Linked DNA regions of Danio rerio: region 2 is linked to region 1. The links are chromatin contacts, called in public Micro-C maps. All regions are on one chromosome and are shown on one strand. Each heading gives the region's core, a stretch centred on a gene start, on an enhancer-like site or on the middle of the called end of the contact. The rest is flanking DNA. Distances are from core to core; before and after follow the strand shown.

Region 1 (6,492 bases), core at 876-3,375:
TGCAGACTGTATTTTCTATCTCCTTACGCCAGGCCTACACTTTTACCCTGCACTCACAGGAAATAATCTGGATTTTTACATTTTTAAATTAATTCTGTGTGATATATAAGCTGTATTCTTCATGGGGACCAAAACATGTCCCAAGGTCAAAATTGACTAGTATTGCTATATTTGTGGGGACATTTGGTCCTCACATTGTCTTGAATATAGGGCACGCACACTTCAATGATATTATTTCCTGGTATTGAGCGTGTGTTCATTAGCCAAGGAGACATCATTGAAAATAGGTGTAAATCTACAGTTTTGTGTTTGTCCGCATTTAATCATTTACACCAATTGTAGAGAAAGTGTTTCTTTTGGATTGTAAATGTGATCAGAATAAAAAGCATAGACTGTTATCTCTTAAATATTACAGGACATGTTGTTGAAGAGTGATAGCTATGGGATTTATACTTTGCTGTCTCAAGTTGTATGATTGGTTTGAAGGTAAAAAAAAAAAACCTGTAAAAAGTTACAAGTACTGATTCAAACAAGAAACAAACATAATTCTGTCCAGCTAGCATTGGAACAAAAACGAGAAACAAATCTGTATTAAAAAATCCATACATTATTATTATTATTACTATTATTATTATTAATATTATTATTGTTGTTGCTGTTGTTATTCATATTTAATATTATTATTAGGGTTGTTATTATTATTATTATTATTATTATTATTATTATTATTATTATTATTATTATTAGTAGTAGTAGTAGTAGTAGTAAAATAATAATAATAAAAAATATAATAATAATAATAATAACAACCACACTAACATTATTAGTTGTTTTTGTATAAAAAATATTTTTATTTTATATATATATTTACTTACAGTCTTTGAATATTTATTTATTTATTTAATTATTTATTAATTCATTTATTTGTTTATTTAGTTATTTATTTAAAAAACAGCATGTACAAATAGGAATGTGTCTCATTTTTCTAACACATTTTCCTGGTGTAAACAGGGCCTTAGTTAACAACCAGTTTACCTTAAAATAACTAAATAAAGGTACTTCATAATCATCAGTGGCTTTTAAAAGAACCTTTAACATGCTTTATCAAGCTTTTTGAACACTCCTTTTGGCAGTCGTCACTCTAATAAAAATGGCTGTGAGCAAATGTGAATACAGTAAACATTATCAATGTTTGTATGTGATTAAAAGCCTCAATTAAACCTGCGGATCATGTGAAGAGATTGTATCTATTCAGAAGGCTTAATTTAAACATATCCATTCATACGTTTTGAGTTTTGGCCAAAACCCACTTTGAACGGAGGAAAAGAAACTGTTCAAAACATGAAACAAGTTTCTAATGAGTTTGGTATGAGTAAATGATGCCATCATTTTTATTTTGGTCTTAACCAACCAAGAATGAAACTGATTTTCCAGCCTGACCCACAAGGGGGCGCAGCTGCACCAACACTTCCAGCCAGCGCTTATTAGCCCCTTTATTGATTTCATAGCTGCTGTTGATACACAACAACACGAGCCTAAATCCTGTGGAGGTCAACCTGCAAATCCCTCTTGCACATCATAATCTACACTCCTGCCCACACACACACATACAGCCTTACACTCAAGGATGAGATCATTACACAAATGGAAAACTGAATGCAATTGCTTTATGTAGCAAACTCCGCATTGATTTCATGTCTCTTTATGTTTGACGAATGGAACAATAGTGTACATGGCTGTTAGAAGATAAGGCTGATTGTGTTGAGCAGATGATGAGCGATGACCCTGCAGGTCACCGTGGCTGATTTGTGAAGATGAGCTCGGCCACAGTAAACCACTGTTTAACATTCAAGCTGAGGAAAGGCGAGGGCTTTGGTTTCACCCCCACCCGGCTTCTTGTTAAGTGGGGGGTCCATCTGGTGCGCAGACATCTATGATTCCCAGTGCTGTACATTAATAGAAAACCCTGGCCCTGCTCCACATTTTAGTCCCCTGATTTTTCACGTCTCTCATATCTGTTAAATGGGCACGTGAGCAGTATTTTGTCTGATGTGTGAGGGGAGGCTCCAGGGGGTCTGTTTAGATGAGCTTGAGGTCTCCATTAGGCTGGTTGACGGAGCCGGTCTTTCGGCAGCAGACAGGCGTGAGGGAATTGCTCACACTGACCCCCATCCACCAGCCCCCCATTACTGACAATACGTCACCCAAAAACAACGCCCAATTCCTCCTTCAGCACAGCTATATAACTGGGGTGAAAGATTAATGCAGAGCTAGCAAAATGTTTATATAAAACATACATAGTAACAAAAATAGTGTATTTACATAAAAGCTGTCCTGTTTTTAAAGGTTTAGCGATTTCTTTCATAAACTTTCTCAATCTGGCACTTTATATTGTATATCAACCATACCTTTTTTCTTATCTAGTGTTTAATAATATTGTGAGGTACAGTATTTGTGGAAAAAATATACTACTACTACTACTAATATTAATAGAGTGTTGTTTGCTTTTTTCTGGCTAATTGTTGGAGTTGTTTTTTGTAAGGCAAGGCAGGGCAAGTTTATTTATATAGCACATCTCATACACAATGCTAGTTCAAAGTGCTTTACATAAACAAGGATAAAAGTAACATACATCTCTCTACATTTAGGCTAAAAGACTGCTTTATTTATTTATTTAGGCATACTTTTTTGTACTGAATGTTTGTGCTTTCATTTTAGTTGTCTTTTATTTCTTCAATTCTATTTTCCAAAACGAATCCTCTTTGCACTTAACAAGTTTACAATAACAATAAAGCGTGTTAACAAATTTTAAATGATTAATGAAGAAATTATAATGCTTTGACTTATTTTTTAATCTCATTTACAAGCACAGTTGCATATTTAAAGCTGCTGTATAGGCTATTTCTGTCCGTTTGCATTTTGTCCCCTTGTGCCCCCTGGCGGCCTTTTCACAAACTGCGGTCATACATTAAAAACAGAGCGGCAGCTATTTCAAACGGCGGCGGTATATGCCCTGGTGGTAATAGCCACTTTGAACTCTCACCTACTGTAAGTATAAGAAATAAAACATAATTTAAACATTATTAAAAACAGATTAAAATGTGTTACATGTTTTTATTTGATGCTTTGTAGTAGAAAGTGGGTTTTACTTAAAAAAGAAAGCTGAACAAACTTTTGTTTTGTCGTTTATTGATGAGTTGTTTGTTGTTTATCTGACCATTTAAACTTGCTGGAGTTGTTACAACATTTCCATATCTTTTTAATTTATTTGTATATCATTTAAGATTTTTCTCTTTTTTTATTTAATATATATATATATATATATATTTTTTTTTTTTTTACCTTATATTTATTGGATAGTGGAGGACATTGGGAGCAGAGAGAGGGGAAGGATTGGCAAGTGACCTCAAGCCGTGATATGTCGGCGAACTTAACCTCTAGTCTAGGCTATTGATGCTATTGTTTTTACAACACACACACACACACACAAAAATTCTCATCATTGCTGCTTAATTTTGTAACAAGCTTTTAGGACTAATTGTTTGTACACTTAACAGCCACTTTATTAGGTACACCTGTCCAACTGCTCGTTAACACAAACTACTAGTCAGCCAATCACATGACAGCAACTCATTGCATGTAGACATGATAAAGACGATCTGCTGCAGTTCAAACCGAGCACCAGAATTTGGTGGAACGGGAGATTTGCATCATGTATGTGCAGCCGATAAATCTGCAGCAACTGCATGATGCTACCATGTCAGTATAGACTAAAATCTCTGAGGAATATTTGCAGTGCCTTGTTGAATCTATGCCACAAAGGATTAAGCCAGTTCTGAAGTAAAAGAGGGTATAACCCTGTACTAGTAAGGTGTATCTAATAAAGTGGCAGGTGAGTATATATGGCAGCAATTGCTTTACTTCAAAACTTTAAAATACATGGTTTTAAATTAAATTAGTGGCACAGCGCCTCACAGCAAGAAGTCTCAGCTGGGTCAGTTGGCATTTTTGTGGGCAGTTTGCATGTTCTCCCCGTGTTCATGCGGGTTTTCTCCGAGTGCTCCGGTTTCCCTCACAGTTCAAAGACATGCTCTATAGGAGGATTAAATAAACTAAATTTGTTGTAGTCCATGTGTGTGCATGTGAGAGTGTATGGGTGTTTCTCAGTACTGGGTTGCAGCTGGAAGGGCATGTGTTGTGTAAAACATACTGTATGCTGGATAAGTTCCACTGTAATGACTTCTGATGAATAAAGGGTATAAGTCGAAAGAAATTAAATTAAATTATAATAACAATAACCTCGGTTTCCGTTATTACCATCTGTTAATTTTTAACCACTATCAGTTGACAATGACAGAGTTAGCATTTTACACCATTTTGTGGTTAAGCTCAAGATGCTATCCTCAAACCAGATAACGCACATCATACAAAATTGTATGTATTTTGATCATATTACAGTTCTCAAAAAGCGAATGAGAAAATCAAAGAAATATCACAGAATAAAAATACATTTAAAAGATTTTACAAGTAAAGAACCGACTATTGGTGTATCCTAACCTTTTTGCCCAAATCAATTAGAGAAGAATATGTCGCACAGCATGCTTTGCTAGATTTATATGCACTGTATATGCCATGTTCAAAAAGTTCTGCAACGTAACTTATCAGCAACACGGATGCAACATTGAGAAATACTGGTTGAAGAGTGTAGACAGCTGGGTCAAAGCTCTTCAGATTATACATTCTGTTTGTATTGTGAGCCCGTGCTAGGAAGTGTTTCAATGAGTATGACTAATACCGAGCCTGCTGCTATTTGCCCGTGGTTCTTTTATGGCGCTGCAAATGTGCAAAAGATATCATCACTTCACAATAGCAGCATTTAAAGGAAAGAGTCCTGCCGTGAGGGAATGTACTGTAAAAATAGGAGATGTGCGCATGGAGTCTGCTCTGCATAATCTCAATCAACGCTTTGACACTGATTAATTCTGCTGTTGACACATTTCTGGCTGTCATGCTGACTTACCCATCGTAGTTGTTAATGTTAGCGCTCTTGTATGTGTCAAAGAAAGGGGAATGAATGGGAAGTGTGACAGATATGTATAGTGAAACGTGAATTGCTGGAATTAGCCATGAATGTGTTTAAGGGGATTGTTCTAATAATAATAAAATGAGTAAAAGAAGAAAATATCTTCATTGACTGACCCTCGTGTCATTCTGAAGCTGTTTGAATAATATTTTTCTCTAGCTCTCAATATTACCATGATATCATAATTGGTAAATCTGTTTTATAGAGTGTAATATTTCCTCTCATCAAATTGCAGCATGTAATTAATTCCCCATGGATAAAAACCAAGTCCCATTTTATCTATTTTTCTAATTTGAAAAGCAGTTTTACCCTGATATACGTCAAAGTATATGTCACAGTCATTGAATTAACAAGTTTCAAGAGATAGTGCTTGATACTAATAGCAGGTTTGGCATGCTATCCCAGGAGAGAACCCTAAGCTCAGAGATAATTGAGCCCAGGGCTCCCACCTGGTCAATTGGCATATAAGCAACATAGGCTCATTCTTAAAACGTAGCCTTATATACGTTTCTGGAGATTGCAAATTATGTAGTCTGAGCCATGTATGGTTGCATGTAGTCTTTAAAATGAACGCTACAGGGCAGTATGATGCTGTTCCTTTTATCGCTAACCAGCTGACCGCTTACCTGCTTTTGGACGGCTATTTTGGCTGTTACCAGTTTGTCTGGTAGCTGGACACGTACGTCGACGGACTAGAGAGGCGGAGCAGAGTTGACCGTGACAAAATGGTTCGAGTCCACTGAAGAACAGTTCCAAAAGGCAGGTAAGACAAAAACAGAGGCTAAAAAATAAAATATACAAGTAAATAACAGCATGAGAATGTGTTAAAATCTGAAAAAGTGGTAAAAATCAGGAGGCTTTTTCTGGATTGTTTTTCAAAACACTGCGGTTGGTTTTAGGGAAGTGGCTGGGTGGATCGATAGGTGCTTTTCAAAATACTATTGTTTGGGTTTAGGGAAGGGGGAGAGTGGGGGGGGATCAGTCGTTTGGTCAGTCAGTCAGTGGGTCAGTCAACAGCGGCCTCTGGTGGATTTATATGAGAAGAGCAGGCTTGAATGGTACTCGCAAGAGATATTTGAGATCTGAAAAAGTGTACACAGAGGCCTCTGGCGAATTTGCAAAAACGTAGCTCCAGGAACGTATTTCGCTCCCTGCAGAAATGTATATAGGGGTATGGAATCCGAATGAGCCTGGGTTAAATGTAAGAGGGTCTTAGATCAAGTAGTTCCCGAGAGCTCCCCTTAGTAAAGGAGGAAAAGGGGGAGATGAGGTGAACAGGGGATTCTTCAAAAATGAACATATGGGAATAAGGCGAAATGAGGTATATATTGTAGGTTTGGATTAATCTGATTGGTTTATCAATGATTACAGATGAAAGACCAGCCGCGATCAATCATATCACACTCCTC
Region 2 (6,970 bases), core at 4,040-6,539, 270 kb after region 1:
ATTGGCACAGTCGCAAAAACCTAAGAACTTTTGCTCACCTCATTAACCTTGCAGGGTCCTTGTGTTGCATCTTTAACCTTAATTAAGCCACACAAGCATGAAGCCTGCGATACATCACACTCTTTTTCTAGCTTTGCTTTAATTAACAATGCCCTGTCTCACATCGATTGGTGTAATTTCACTCCGTCTTCTCTCCCCCTTTCCAGCAATATTTGAGAAGTCCGCTGGGGACACGGAGGCCATTGCGTTTGATGGTCATACATTCATCGAATATCACAACGGAGTCACCAAAAGGTAATGTGGGCGCTTGTCCTTGTGTCAGTGCTTTCCCCAATGATCACAATGATTGGTTCATTGCTATATTAGCAGTCAATGAGGAGCGATGACAGGCTAGATTACTCCGGCCCCATTTAAGGCCCGACGTGCTTCCTCATTTTAGCTAATGGCTTGATCTTATCAATTACCACTTTCGCTATAGTCTGTCTCTTTGGTTTTCCGTGAACCCTAGCTGGGTCCAATTAGCGTGGCACCCGAAGGAGTCTCACGACTGCAGTGCGATGGATCACGCTTATATGCTGTAATGAAGCTTCCTCCACCATCACTGGGATCTCAAAACCACACGTCTTCACTACCACACATATCCTAAGGCACCATTGATGGTCATGTCTTGATAATTGCTTCCTTCCTCACTTATCAGATGATTTCTCTTCCTCTGGTTGGTCTGATGTGTCAGTGGTCCAGCATGCACCAATTACGTCAACATTTATTCCGTTTCTAGGAGAAAGGATTGAATTACAAGAGTTATATATTTTATTGCGATGTCTCCACCAATGTTGAAGAAGCTGCTTTAAAAATAGTGCTCATAGTTTAAAGTTACAACATAACTAGCTCATGAAGGAGTACTAGCAGGCTGGATTATTAACTTAAATGAGCTCCCTTAAAAAAAAAAACATGGTTTTACTGCACTAACCACAATTTGACCTTTTTTCCTTCATTCAATGAAGAAAAAAATAATTAAAACACGCAATAATTCAATAAATAAAAATGTTAATTTAGACCATTTGTTAATAAATGGTTTGTTTTTAACAGAATATACAATGGGGAAAATAAGTATTGAACTCAACATTTTTCTCAGTAAACAAATTTCTAAAGGTGCTGTTGACTTGAAATATTCCCTAAATGTTGGTAACAACCAAATAAATTCCCATATGCAAAGAAAAAAAATCTAATTAGTTTACAAATTAAGTTATGCATAATTAAATTAAATGATGCAAGGAAAAATTATTGAACGCATGAAGAAAGGGAGGTGTAGCCTCTCTCAGAAGTTATTCAGCAACCCGCTGCCCGTCATCATTGTTATCTAATATTAGCTAATATTAGTTAATGTTTTTAACATCTACATTATCAGGATGATGAAACCAGGGTGGACACTCAGCAAGACGCTGATCCAAAACACAGCTAACAAAACTCTTTATTGGTTTCAGAGAAACAAAATCAAGCTGTAGAATGGCCCAGCTAATCACATGACTTAAATCCAATATAAAATAATCTGTTGAAGTCTGTTTAAAAAATTACATCTGAGCAATTCATGTGACTTTGTTTCATATGAGAGGCGTTTTTAAGCTGCCATCACCAAAAAAAGCCTTACATTTCAGTAGCTACATACTTTCTATGTCCGTCAAGCCATTGTTATAACACATTTTTCAGATTTTGTTTTGTTGTTTTATTTTTATGTTTGAATTGTTTGGGTTTTATCTAAATCTGGTTTAATTTGATCTCAAAAGGCTTCTTTAGAAATATAATTCTCAGCAAAAAACATGATGTGTTCAAAACTTATTTTCCCCACTGTAAACTGATTTTTTTCTGCCAGAACATTATTTGTTTTGTCCACAGATTTTTTTAATACAATGTAGGTTCTTGAATTTGATGGGAAATAGTTAGTCTATCAGACATATACTTCTGTTGTTGCTCATAATTTAAAAGTAAACCATAACTAACAGCTCAAACAAAGAGCATTAAAGGAAAATGTATTAAGAGACAGTTTAAAAAATGAATAGAAATCAGATAATAAAATGTTTTACATTCAAAACATCATCATCTAAAACTTTCATCTGAATTGATGATGATGTATTCTACACACCTTGTTTTAGAAATATCACTAATATTTAGCACAATTTTGAACTTTTGAATTTATACACTGCAGTGTATAAATAAAATGAATAAATTAGCGAATTACAATATAATATAATATAATATAATATAATATAATATATAATAATTATATTATATTATATTATATTATATTATATTATATTATAATATATTATATTATATTATATTATATTATATTATATTATATTATATTATATTATATTATATTATATTATGCTCAATTTTCAGGATAATTGCTGCCACACCACTGAGAAATACACATCAAAACATTTAATTGAGCCTTAATCAAAGGCACAGAATGCCATTTATCTTTATGTTTTGTATTTGTGTGTGTTTTGTCAACTGTCTGTCTCTGTGTGCACAGCTTTTGGTTGTTGTCTTTGCTTATGTCTTTCTGTCTGTCTGTCTCACGTGCTTGTCTGTTGTCTTCCTTCTGCTCTCAAGCCAACTGACCAATGAGATCCCAGAGTAAGTTACCCGGAGACCTTTTAGGATGAATTTTAATAAGAGAAACTAACACTTAAAAAACAAACCATCAAAATAACCAGCATAAAGCATTGATATTTAATTTTTGCATTGGTATTTCCATTTACATCACATTCAAGAAAATATTTATGGGGTTGATTTATTATATAAATGCACATATTTTCAGGAAGGGTTGCTTTTTCATCAGTTGCATCAGAATCCAGCTTTAGGAATGCATGCTTGGCATGATGATGAGCATTTTGATACACTGATAAATTCCCACAGGAATCATGCATGGAAATACCTGAACTGACTTTGGAAATATGTCTGTGTTTAAAAAACAAATTAAGCCCCTTTTAACTGCAAGTATTATTTAGCTTTTTAGAGAACGACATACATCAATATTTAGTTGGTATTTACAGCTTGGTTTAAATGCCATTTTACTGCCCCATTAGAGAAATGTTCAATCTGTTATAGTGTTCCTTTTAGTGATTCTTATTTTAAATTATTTGTTTCCTTCTGAATGTAATTAAGTGTCTAAGTGGCTGCACTGAGCCCTTAAAAAGCTGGCAGCTTGATTAAATGGAATTATGTTATGTATTATGCTCATGAAAAGTTCCTGCCCGGCTTTTAAGCCACATCACTTTGTTTGTCAAATCGCTCCCAGTGATTTCTAATAATTGTGCCCAAGGATGAAAGCGAAAGTGGCACATTAATCAAGGATTTGTCTCTCAGAAAACTGGCTGCAATTAAAGAGGCTCCTCGTCCAGTAGAGAAGGCAGAGTCACCGCAGGCATCAATAATGGTTAGGGACAAGGCCCTCTTCATTGACTTTCGCTCTTCCTGAGGTTTAATGCGTGTCACTTCCTGTACAAATGAAGTGCCAGATTAAAATTAATCTCAACCAAGCTAGCTGACCAGCCCTTCAGAATGAGTGTCATCAATTTAGCTTGATCTGGTTGTGAACAGAGCTCTTAAAGTCAATGAATTCCTAAGAGGACATCGGCATAGTGGCGCCACATCCATGGGAATGGAGTAATATTTCTGTTAGTATTTACTGTGCTCTTCATCTGTCTTTATTTCCTCTCTTTAGCTCAGCAGCCTTGGAGCAATTTACCCATTCTTACCATTTAAGTGACCTCTCACAAAATGCATTTGTTTTATATAATTGGCTTTTTATGTTTACCTCTGTTCCAATACCTAGTGAACGGCCTAGACAGCTGCCTTTTAAAAAGCATTATAACTGCCACAGAATCTAATAAGTGACCAGCCTGTAATGTTTAATGTAAGCAGAAAAGTGCAGCACATGAATAAAACTTGACTAGCAATTGATCCCAGTAGAGTTTGCTTTTAGCTTGTTAAACACAATGCTAACAACAACAAGATGCACTCTCAACAAAGAACACTCAAACTGCGGTAAAACCTAATAAGTAACCAATTTGAATGGTTTACATACGCAGATGAATAAATAAAACATGAGTAGACATGAATAAAAACTTGACTAGCAACTGTTTACAGTATTTTATACCATTATCAAACTTTTCAGTTAGCTACATCGCTACCTACTGTATATGGGCAGCTTCTTTGAAGCATCGTACTGTCCTGTAGTTGTTATGAAAACTAATAAGTGACTAGTTTGAATGTAAGCTGAAAATCACAACATATGAATTTAAATTTACCTCACAATCTATTTAGGAGAATTTTACTTTAGCTACCTTGTTGCCTGCATAGACTGCAGCCTTTTTTTAGGAAGTATTAGTTCTGTGGAATCAAATCAGTGATCAATTTTGAATGCTTAATAACCAGAAAAGCATGGATTTAACTATCTTTTAGTAGTTTTTGTTGTTAGCATCTAGCTAAGCTAACAGCACACTACCAACATAACAATAAATCACACTCATCACTATGTCATGAAATCTAATAAATGACCAGTTTTTTGTGTTAGCAGAAAAGCACAACTGTTTGCCTCTAACAAACCTTGCCATTAGCTATCTTGCTGCTCATATAGGTGACTTCATTCTTATAAAGCATTGTAGTTTTTATGAAACCGAATGAGTAACTAGTTTGATTTATGAAAACAGGATACAGCACAAAAATAGAAACTTGACACTTCTAGTGTAACAAAAATTGTCAGTAGAAACATGATGGTGCTGTAATAGTTGGCCAGAACATTCTAAAATAACAAGAAGACATTTCAGCAGGCCAAATAATTAATTGGATCTATGATGTCTTAAAATGGAGCCTGCATACTGTAGGCAGCTCACAAGGTTTTGAAATCTGATGGAAAGCAACCAGTCTTTCAAACATGTACTCACTTACTGAAGTTGCTCTTATTCTCGCTCCCTTACTCTCTTGACTTGTTGAGAATGATGGAATTGTTGATAAATTGCAGTAGCTCAGGCATGTGACAGCTCAGAACAATACAACAATGTGCCAGTACCACTGGTACTTTCGATACAGTCCTCCAGAGTTATTTCTTTGCCTATTCTGGCATAACAACTGAAAGACTAGAATAATTTAGTGAGGTCACTCTAGCTTCTTGGCACAGGACTTCTTGTCTGTGTGTTATGCGAACCCTGTACTTCCCCTACGGCCTCTTGCGCTTATTGCATGCCTATCATTTCTTCCCTTGCTCCTGTAAGCCCTGAGTCACTGGAGAACCCATCTGACCAGAGGTGAGTCCCCTTTGCCTGAAGTGTTTCCAAAGGCACGCCGTCCTCCCACACTCAGCCACCCTGCACATGCTGAAGGCCAGGGCTTTTGTCAGGCAGCAGACCACCGCTGGTTTAATCAAATCTTTGGTAATTTGTTGTGTAATATGTTTATTTGTGTTAGACTATACAGTACATCTATGAAGATTTTAAATCTAAAAACTATGTGACATGCTCTACTGATTAGGATATGTATAAATAATAAGGACACCCCTATTAGGTAATATATATATATACAGTTGAAGTCAGAATTATTAGCCCCTCTGAATTATTAGCCCCCTGTTTACTTTTTCCCCAATATCTGTTGTACGGAGAGATTTTTTTCAACACATTTCTAAACACAATAGTTTTAATAAATCATTTCTAATAACTTTTTGCCATGATGACAGTGAATAATATTTGAAAAGATGTTTTGCAAGACACTTTTATACAGCTTAAAGTGACATTTAAAGGCTTGAGTAGGTTAATTAGGATAACTAGGCAGTTATGGGTAATTAGGTAAGTTATTTTATAACAATAGTTTGTTCTGTAGACAATCGAAAAAAAATATAGCTTAAACGGGCTAATAATTTTAACTTAATTGTTTTTTTATAAAATGTAAAACTGCTTTTATTCTAGCCGAAATAAAACAAATAAAACTTTTTCTAGAAGAAAAAAAAACTGTTAGGGATTTCCTAATTATTAGATGCATATCCTATTAATAACAAATACATTTAAGAGCTGGTATGCTATTTTTCAAAACCTCAGAATCAGCAATTTTGTATTTAGGATTATAAAATATTGGAATTTTGATATGGTAAGATAATATAATACAAGAACTGTAATATAAGACATTTGTAATGTTGTAATATTTCTATTTGAAATTATCTTTTGAATGTTTTATTCGTTAAAATTTTGAAAATAATGCATAATAGCTTCCTCAAAAATATTAAGCAATCATTTTTGGAACAAATTAACACTGATCATTTAATTTTTCAGCTTTCCCATCATAGATATAAATTTTATCTTAAAATAGGAGAATACTGTTGTTTATATTTCACAATATTTATATGATTGTGTTTTGACATATTAAAAGAAATAATAATAGTTCCGAACTTTTGAATTTATCTAATATAAATATGATAATGACCTTCATATTTTAACTCTGTCACAAACATTTCTCTGTCAAACAACACAAAATGATGGGGCATATGATGAAATCTATTAAACAAATCTTAAAGTTTTTATATACATAAAGCATCTATTTTGAGCTTTGCTACTGATGATTCAGAGACATGAAAGACACATATTTAATCCCCATTCCTATGTGAGCCACTGCCCCCTGTGGGTGGAAAGCATAAATTACTTTTAAATCTCATCGGTTTGTGAGAAATGATACACCACCCTATTTCGCTAGCAGCTGCTCGAAGATTTTCTAAAAGGCAAAATACTCAAAGTAGATTTCTTTTTTGTAAATTAAATCCAGCTTTAATGGATTAAGCCCTGCTTCCCTTTAGGATGTTCTAGATGCTTGAGATCCTAATGGGACATGAGCAATAATGAGCTCACCAGAGTGGTGTATAATCACAGTTTGCTGCCCTGATGCTGTAGCCCTGGCCTGGGGCCGCGTGAAGGGAAAAGGC

What was found. Hi-C and Micro-C count contacts between places; a contact is called where the count stands out from the background.
Region 2: a Micro-C map of caudal fin shows a contact between it and region 1, with 7 times the contacts expected there. The contact joins two enhancer-like sites. A contact is called at or near these places in 3 of 18 Hi-C or Micro-C datasets (caudal fin, hematopoietic stem cells and an unstated tissue) and 1 of 4 datasets of contacts at active chromatin or transcription factors (caudal fin).

Annotation. Positions count from the first base shown.
Region 1 is chr23:26,561,001-26,567,492 of GRCz12tu, forward strand. The region is part of intron 2 of agrn (agrin); the gene reads left to right. Among named protein-coding and RNA genes, the nearest start is that of agrn, 140 kb to the left of the region's middle. Within about 2 kb of position 2,126, at least 22 of the 62 cell types and tissues checked have an H3K27ac peak or open chromatin away from gene starts, as enhancers often do.
Region 2 is chr23:26,831,487-26,838,456 of GRCz12tu, forward strand. It overlaps agrn (agrin), which reads left to right. Exons shown (of 36, transcript NM_001177452.1): 33 at 207-294. Among named protein-coding and RNA genes, the nearest start is that of ptpn11b, 24 kb to the right of the region's middle. Within about 2 kb of position 5,290, at least 10 of the 62 cell types and tissues checked have an H3K27ac peak or open chromatin away from gene starts, as enhancers often do.